Linked DNA regions of Mus musculus: region 1 is linked to region 2. A link is a contact called in public Hi-C data. All regions are on one chromosome and are shown on one strand. Each heading gives the region's core, a stretch centred on a gene start, on an enhancer-like site or on the middle of the called end of the contact. The rest is flanking DNA. Distances are from core to core; before and after follow the strand shown.

Region 1 (3,112 bases), core at 65-2,564, 440 kb after region 2:
CGGTAGGAAAAAAAAAACAATAAATACCAATATACCAGTAACACTTATAGATGGTCAAACGAAAGAGGCAAGTATCTCAAGTTGTTAAGGCTCAACCCGGACTATTATTAAATAGCCGCTAGTCGATTGCCAAGTGCCACATCAAGAACTGTAAATTCCAAAATAAGTCATGGTTAGATTAATTATTAGCATTATAAGAGATTGGAAGGGGGTCATAGAGATGAAACAGCTCTTGAGCAGAGCACTAGGTTAGAAGTTTGTCATCCATGTCCAAGAAGGAACACACAGCACGTCCTTCACTAGAAAAGAAATATATGAGAAGGGGAGGCAGACTGTGGACCTGGCAGGTGGACTGAAGCAGAGATATGCCTGAGCACGCTTGGAAATCCTGTGGGTAGCCATGTGCATCATCAGAGACATTAAAGATGGACCTAGGGAGTCCGTAGGAGCGTTCTGAAGGAAAGCAAAGAGATTTCACTGAAAGTAGAGATTAAAAAACAAAGTCGAGCTCAGATGCCTGGTTATCATAATGAGAGAGAGAGAGAGAGAGAGAGAGAGAGAGAGAGAGAGAGAGAGAGAGAGGGAGAGAGAGGGAGAGAGAGAGAGAGAGGAGCTTAGAGTAGCAGAGACAAATAAGGGTTCTGACAGAAAAAAGATCGTAGAGAAAAGGAGTACCCAGCAAAGGAAACTGAGAGCAAGCCGAAAGAGAGAGGTGTCCTCAGATGGAGACACACCTATGTCAATTTCAATAAATGACTCATGGGTTGCATTGATGAAAAACATTCTCCCTCAGGAGGAGTGGTGCTCTCCCAAGCTCTACTCTGAATAGTTTGTACATTTTGCAAAAGAAATGTTTACTCATGGCTCACTGTAGCCCTTGCCAGTTTGCGGGGGCCACCCAGCTGCATCTTGTGTGGGTTCGCTCTGGGGTCGCGCAAGAAGAGCCTCGCATTGTCTGGATTCTCTCACTCAGGGACAAAATGAGCCACTCATTTTGTGACAGAAGCCCTCTATATCGTTTTTGCTGAACTAAAGCAGGCCAGCAAGACTCACAGGTCATGGGCTTTGAGTCTTCTTCCCTCTGGTTTGTGGAGATCAAAAACAACTGCAAGATTTTGGAAGAGAAGACATAGAACGCGCGCGCACACGCGCGCGCGCACACACGCACCTCCCCGCACCCTACCCACTGCAGAACTGAGGCGGAACAGCCTCCAAACAGCATCAAGGCTCCTGAAATGTCAGAGACAGCAGAGAGAGAGCCTGCTTGCCACCCCCACACACGCTGTGATGGAGTATCGATTTCAGACACTGTTGCAGAGGAAAACTGAAAGTGCCTGCTCCAGCAGCTTGTCAGGCACTCGCCAGCCTGTCCCAAAGGACATCACACCAGCAGCTTCCTCGGGCCTGGTGCCTTTAAAAGCAGAGTCAGGCCTTCGGAGACTTGTTTCTTCACTCCTTGAGATTTGATCAATGACCCAGCCAGACAACATTTTCATTATTGTGACAAGCATACTTAGAGTACTCCAACCAGGAGAAAATGGAAAGCCAAGCTGTAGCTAGTGTGCGCAGAACTTAGGCAGAATAAAAAAAAGCAACGTGCTCCGATGATTGGCACTGCTAGCATTCGGGGAATCTGTTATCCTTTTGAGAAAGGCTGTATTTATTCAACAGACATGTACTGCACGTTATAGTGAGCCTTGGGGCGGAGAAGAGAAAAAGACAAACGTCTGCCTCAAAGACTTCCTGTCTAGAAAGGATAGCCACTGTTGACGGCAATGTGAGCAGCCAGAAATCAAAGAGGGCGAGGCAATAGGAAATAAGGTGCAGGGTTTGAGCGCATCGATGCTGGGATGAGCAAGGATGTTCATTCTGCTCCCAGGCGCATTAGGAGAGGCAGACAATATTAGGGTCTGAGGACAGGCTCCTGCCCTGCCCCCCACCCCCCCCACCCCCGTGATCACTTAATAGTGAAATAGCAGTGTAAAGAGGCTTCAGTCACAAACTGCTTCATTAGTGGGTCAACTGTCTTGCAGAATAGTCTACCCCACTTGAGGTTCTATTACTCTCCTCTATCTTGAGTATAAGGTACAAGTTTACAAGCCATCTTTGTCAAGGAAATGGCAGGAGGCTTGCTCTCTACGGGAGTAAAAGAATCAAATAACCTACAAATAGGGAGCGTGGGCCCTGGGCTGAAAGACAGCTTGATATTGAAAGTGACCTTGAGGTTTCTCTGCTCAACCTCAGAGAACCACAGGAAGAGAAAATAAAACCAGTGGTGATGGTTCAGTATAATCAGGTGTTTTAAATGTTCTAAAATGCTATCTATTTTTAATGATCTTTGATGCCAGAAACCCAAGGAAGATAGGTCAAGCTTAAAAATAGCCAGTAAGTCGTTGTGTGGTCCCATGTTTGACAACGATTTCAGGCTTCCCTGAACCATAACTTTATAATATAGAGGTATGGAAGAGCATCCCTAGTTCTTAAGATTAGAAGGGACAAAGAAAAGGAATGTGTGGGGCAAGGTATGTCAGCGAAGATGCCTACCATAGCTAAGTGAGTTCAAGATCCACCCACACCTTTGGCAGAGACAATGAGAGCCTTTGTTCAAGCATGTCTATGATTCAAACAAAACTTTACTGAGTCTCTAGTATATGTGAGGTATTGAACCAGGCAGGCAGCCATCTGGGAGAGCATCCTTGGATCGACTACAAATATCTACTGATTTTGAACTGTTCATAAGCCATCTCACATTTTTCCAAAAATAAAGCAACGTGTGATAGTCATCCCACTTCCATTTCTCTCCGAGTTGCGGATCCAATGAGTATTTAATCATTTGATCTATACTAAGTATTTTCCTAGATTCTGAGAACACCAAAATATTTAGAATCCAGCCTTTGACCTTAAAACTCACCATGTAGGTGCTTTCGGTAATTTCAATTAAATGAGGCCACCATGATAATTTTTATATCATCAAAATGCTATAAAATTTTCCAGGGGTGCGCAGGGGTAAGGGATTTAATTTTTAAGGGGATATTAGCAATTTTATTGGTCTATCAAGTAGGAGTTGTAGCTGGCAGGACAAAGAAAATCAAAGGTGTCTCTTGCTGACGTG
Region 2 (3,241 bases), core at 273-2,772:
GCATTCTGCCCCAACAAAGCAGCCTGTAGTGTGTTCATGTTTACCCAACACCATGGTTTCCCCAGTCACACTTCTCAGCTCTACTACAACACGTAAAGATTTCCAACAGGCAACTCCAAGTCTTAAGGTAGAGCCTGGCTGAGTAAGACTCTGGATTGCTTTCTCTAAGATATCTTTGTTATTACAGAGACAGAGCCTTCTTCAACCTACCCATTGGTCATCCTTGGCATCTCATTTTGTATCTTATGATGGAGAACTGCCATCTGGAGAGCTTTCTTTCAAGGTCTTTCTCAGACACACCACCAAAATGATTATATTTTCCATCCTGTTTTCCAGGAATCAGCAACAAGAAAAGAAAAGAAAAAAAAGTTTAAGCCCTGCTCATTCTACCCTCTAAAACAAACACTTTTTGATTATAAAGGAAGAACTAATATATCATATATATGTTATTATACATTACCATTACAATATGTTATATCATATTATATAACAAATAATAATATGTATTATTGTATATTATATTATAAACATTTCATATACATGCATATATACACATATAATCATACATGATAATTATAATTAAAGGATAATTATAATAATTATAATATAATATATAACAAAATAAAATAATATATAATAAACAATACAACATTATGTAAATTATATCTAATATATAATATATATTATTCATCATATTTTTTTTCTCTGTAGAGGAGAGAGACTGAGTAACTGAGTCTATACCTCAGATTCATGCCTCTAACTACTTCTATGCCACTAAAATACAGGGAAAGAGCATAAAAGGAAGGAGATGAAGAAGCTGGGAGAACATGAAGGCACTTTTGGATTGTGAAGCAGGATGGTCATTCAGACCTAGGTTTAACTGTTGCTTCTTTTAAAAGTGGTGCATGGGAGCAAACGTTCCCTGTTTGTCTAAATGGTCTTATGAGATTATCTGCAGGGGGCACAGACTTAGAATCCATGTAGAGACACATCCTTCTTTTCGTTTCTCAATGCCCTGTTTTGTTCCATTCCGTGGGATGGTTTCTTGAGGATCACTCATTTATGATGCTCAAGAGGACAGGGCTAATGCTGATGGCTATCATGCATTGAAACACACTCAGAAATGGCCTCCAGGACAGCTTTGATGGAGTATAACTACACAATGCTCAGGCTCCCTGCAGGCTATTTGTAAATGCAGCACAAAGCTCCAGGAGACATGGTCCTCAGAGGAGGAGGACGATTGGAACAGTACCAGGCCAGCTGCCTCTTCCCACCTCTGACTCACATACTTCCTCTCCAGGCTGGAATCTGATGTTGCCAAGACAGCTGAAAAACTCAGTAAATTTTTATTTAAATAGAAGCTAATCAAGGAGTTGAGCTTGGATATGGATTCTGATTTCTCTGCTGCTATGACTCCATGATTGCCCAACATCACCAGCCACTGCATTCTCAGCACCAAAGCCCACTCCCAGGCCCTACGCTGGCCAAGTCCAGCAGTTTTGGCTGGGCATGTCTGAGGCCAGACTTAGCAGTTCATCATGCCCAAATATGGCAAGGGTCCTAGACGGCAGAAGCATCACAGCTGGACTTGAGGTGAGTCAAGTCAAAATGCATTTCTCTTCACATGGGAAGCCATTTTATATCGTGTAGATGGTTTGGGCTGAATGTAGAGGTACTGCAGGCATGGAATAAAAATCCAAAGTAACATTTATGAAAAACATCTTATAAACTATCTCCTGAAATGACTACTGTAAAAGTTACTTTAATCCAATGAAGAAATGTAGTTTATTATTTATACATGTCATATTAAGAGCTCATTTCATTATTTTATGTATGTCCACTTTAATGCAGATTTTTAAAATTATAATTGTGTAATATCTTTTAACACTTTTTTAATCTTTTAATTTCCCCTGAGTTTATTTACCTGTATAATAATTAATATAATAATAATTATGTAATTATAGTAATAATAATAAAATGCTCACTATATAATCACAATGTGGTATACATAGTTCTCTAAGTGGACTGTATATATACAATAACAACAGTCATACCCTTTGTTAAATAGGTAGATGCCCTGTTAAGGGTTCTTAGCACATGCAGATCCAAAGCACACGAAATACAAAGGGCACAAGAAAACCTTGAGAAGTGTCTTCTATGTTCAATAATACATCCAAACTCAGAGTACATTCAATATGTGTTGTTCCTTGTACATCCATTGTGTATAAATAAAGCCATTAACACTCAGCTGCCCTGGAGCCTCTTCTACCCTCAGAACTCAGTAATTAACTTTCTCTCTGTTTGGTTTGATCCAAACTAGAAATCTCACAGGACATAAGCCCTAAATGTCAGGATCTATTTTTGAGAAGATTTGGGTGGTGAGCATTCTTTCAGGGATGCAGATGAATATGTATCAGTCATACTTCCTGGTCCTCAGATAAAGGACCCTCTCCTCCCCTGCAGTGTGACAGTGGTGACTCATCCCAAGATAGCACCACCATCCCCTTTTCATCCCAGCCTCTTGCCTGTGCCTCTTTCATATCTGATGTATCCGTTTAGGGAACTGTGCCCTTTGCCTGAGGCACTTCACACTCAGAAGTGTAATCTGTCACTAGGAATTATCTTTTTTTTTTCCAAGAAGAGGACATCTTGACAGGAAAGAAAGCAAAAGTCTTCTCATTAGAAAGAAAATATTGATTATGGTTGCCAACTTTTTTCATTCACGGGACCTTTAGCTCAGCTGAGACATCCAGTCCCTTGGATGCCTGGTTTCTAAAACTATAAATTTAACATCTCAGTTTCTGTCACACTTCGCCTGTTACTCTGAGTAGAAAGTAAGTGGGCAGATGACTCATTTGACTCATTGAGCTTGCTCACAGCAGCCTGGCAGTCATGGATGATATGAATTCCTCTTGCTCCAGTCTAGAAAGGCAGCTATGGACTAATGTGTCTTAGCTCCCAATCCTAGCTGAAATGTTCTGGAATACTATCCCAATAGTCCTGTCTAAACACACGGTCAGATTGAGAACTCAGCATTCAAAATAAATGAATCCAATGTAAGAACACTTTGAGAAAAATAACACAAGTCTTTATTGTAGGTGTCTCGGGCATGTACAGAGATGGACACTACAAGAAACATTGCAACCACCTCATTAAAACTTCTCTCCCAAGGCAGGTATCAGCCAGGAAATTCTCTCCTTTTTCTCATCTCCATCATCTTGTTTTCCTTGTAGCATACCAT

What was found. Hi-C and Micro-C count contacts between places; a contact is called where the count stands out from the background.
Region 1: a contact with region 2 is called in a Hi-C map of muscle stem cells, with 2.2 times the contacts expected there. The contact joins two enhancer-like sites. A contact is called at or near these places in 6 of 484 Hi-C or Micro-C datasets (cerebral cortex, cortical neurons, epidermal suprabasal cells and 1 more) and 3 of 115 datasets of contacts at active chromatin or transcription factors (embryonic fibroblasts, fibro-adipogenic progenitors and heart atrium).

Annotation. Positions count from the first base shown.
Region 1 is chr7:73,031,262-73,034,373 of GRCm38.p6, forward strand. No RefSeq gene overlaps it. Among named protein-coding and RNA genes, the nearest start is that of Gm6567, 69 kb to the right of the region's middle. Within about 2 kb of position 1,315, at least 39 of the 459 cell types and tissues checked have an H3K27ac peak or open chromatin away from gene starts, as enhancers often do. A contact at or near this core is called in muscle stem cells, where this site is marked.
Region 2 is chr7:72,588,084-72,591,324 of GRCm38.p6, forward strand. No RefSeq gene overlaps it. Among named protein-coding and RNA genes, the nearest start is that of Gm36865, 240 kb to the right of the region's middle. Within about 2 kb of position 1,523, at least 49 of the 459 cell types and tissues checked have an H3K27ac peak or open chromatin away from gene starts, as enhancers often do. A contact at or near this core is called in muscle stem cells, where this site is marked.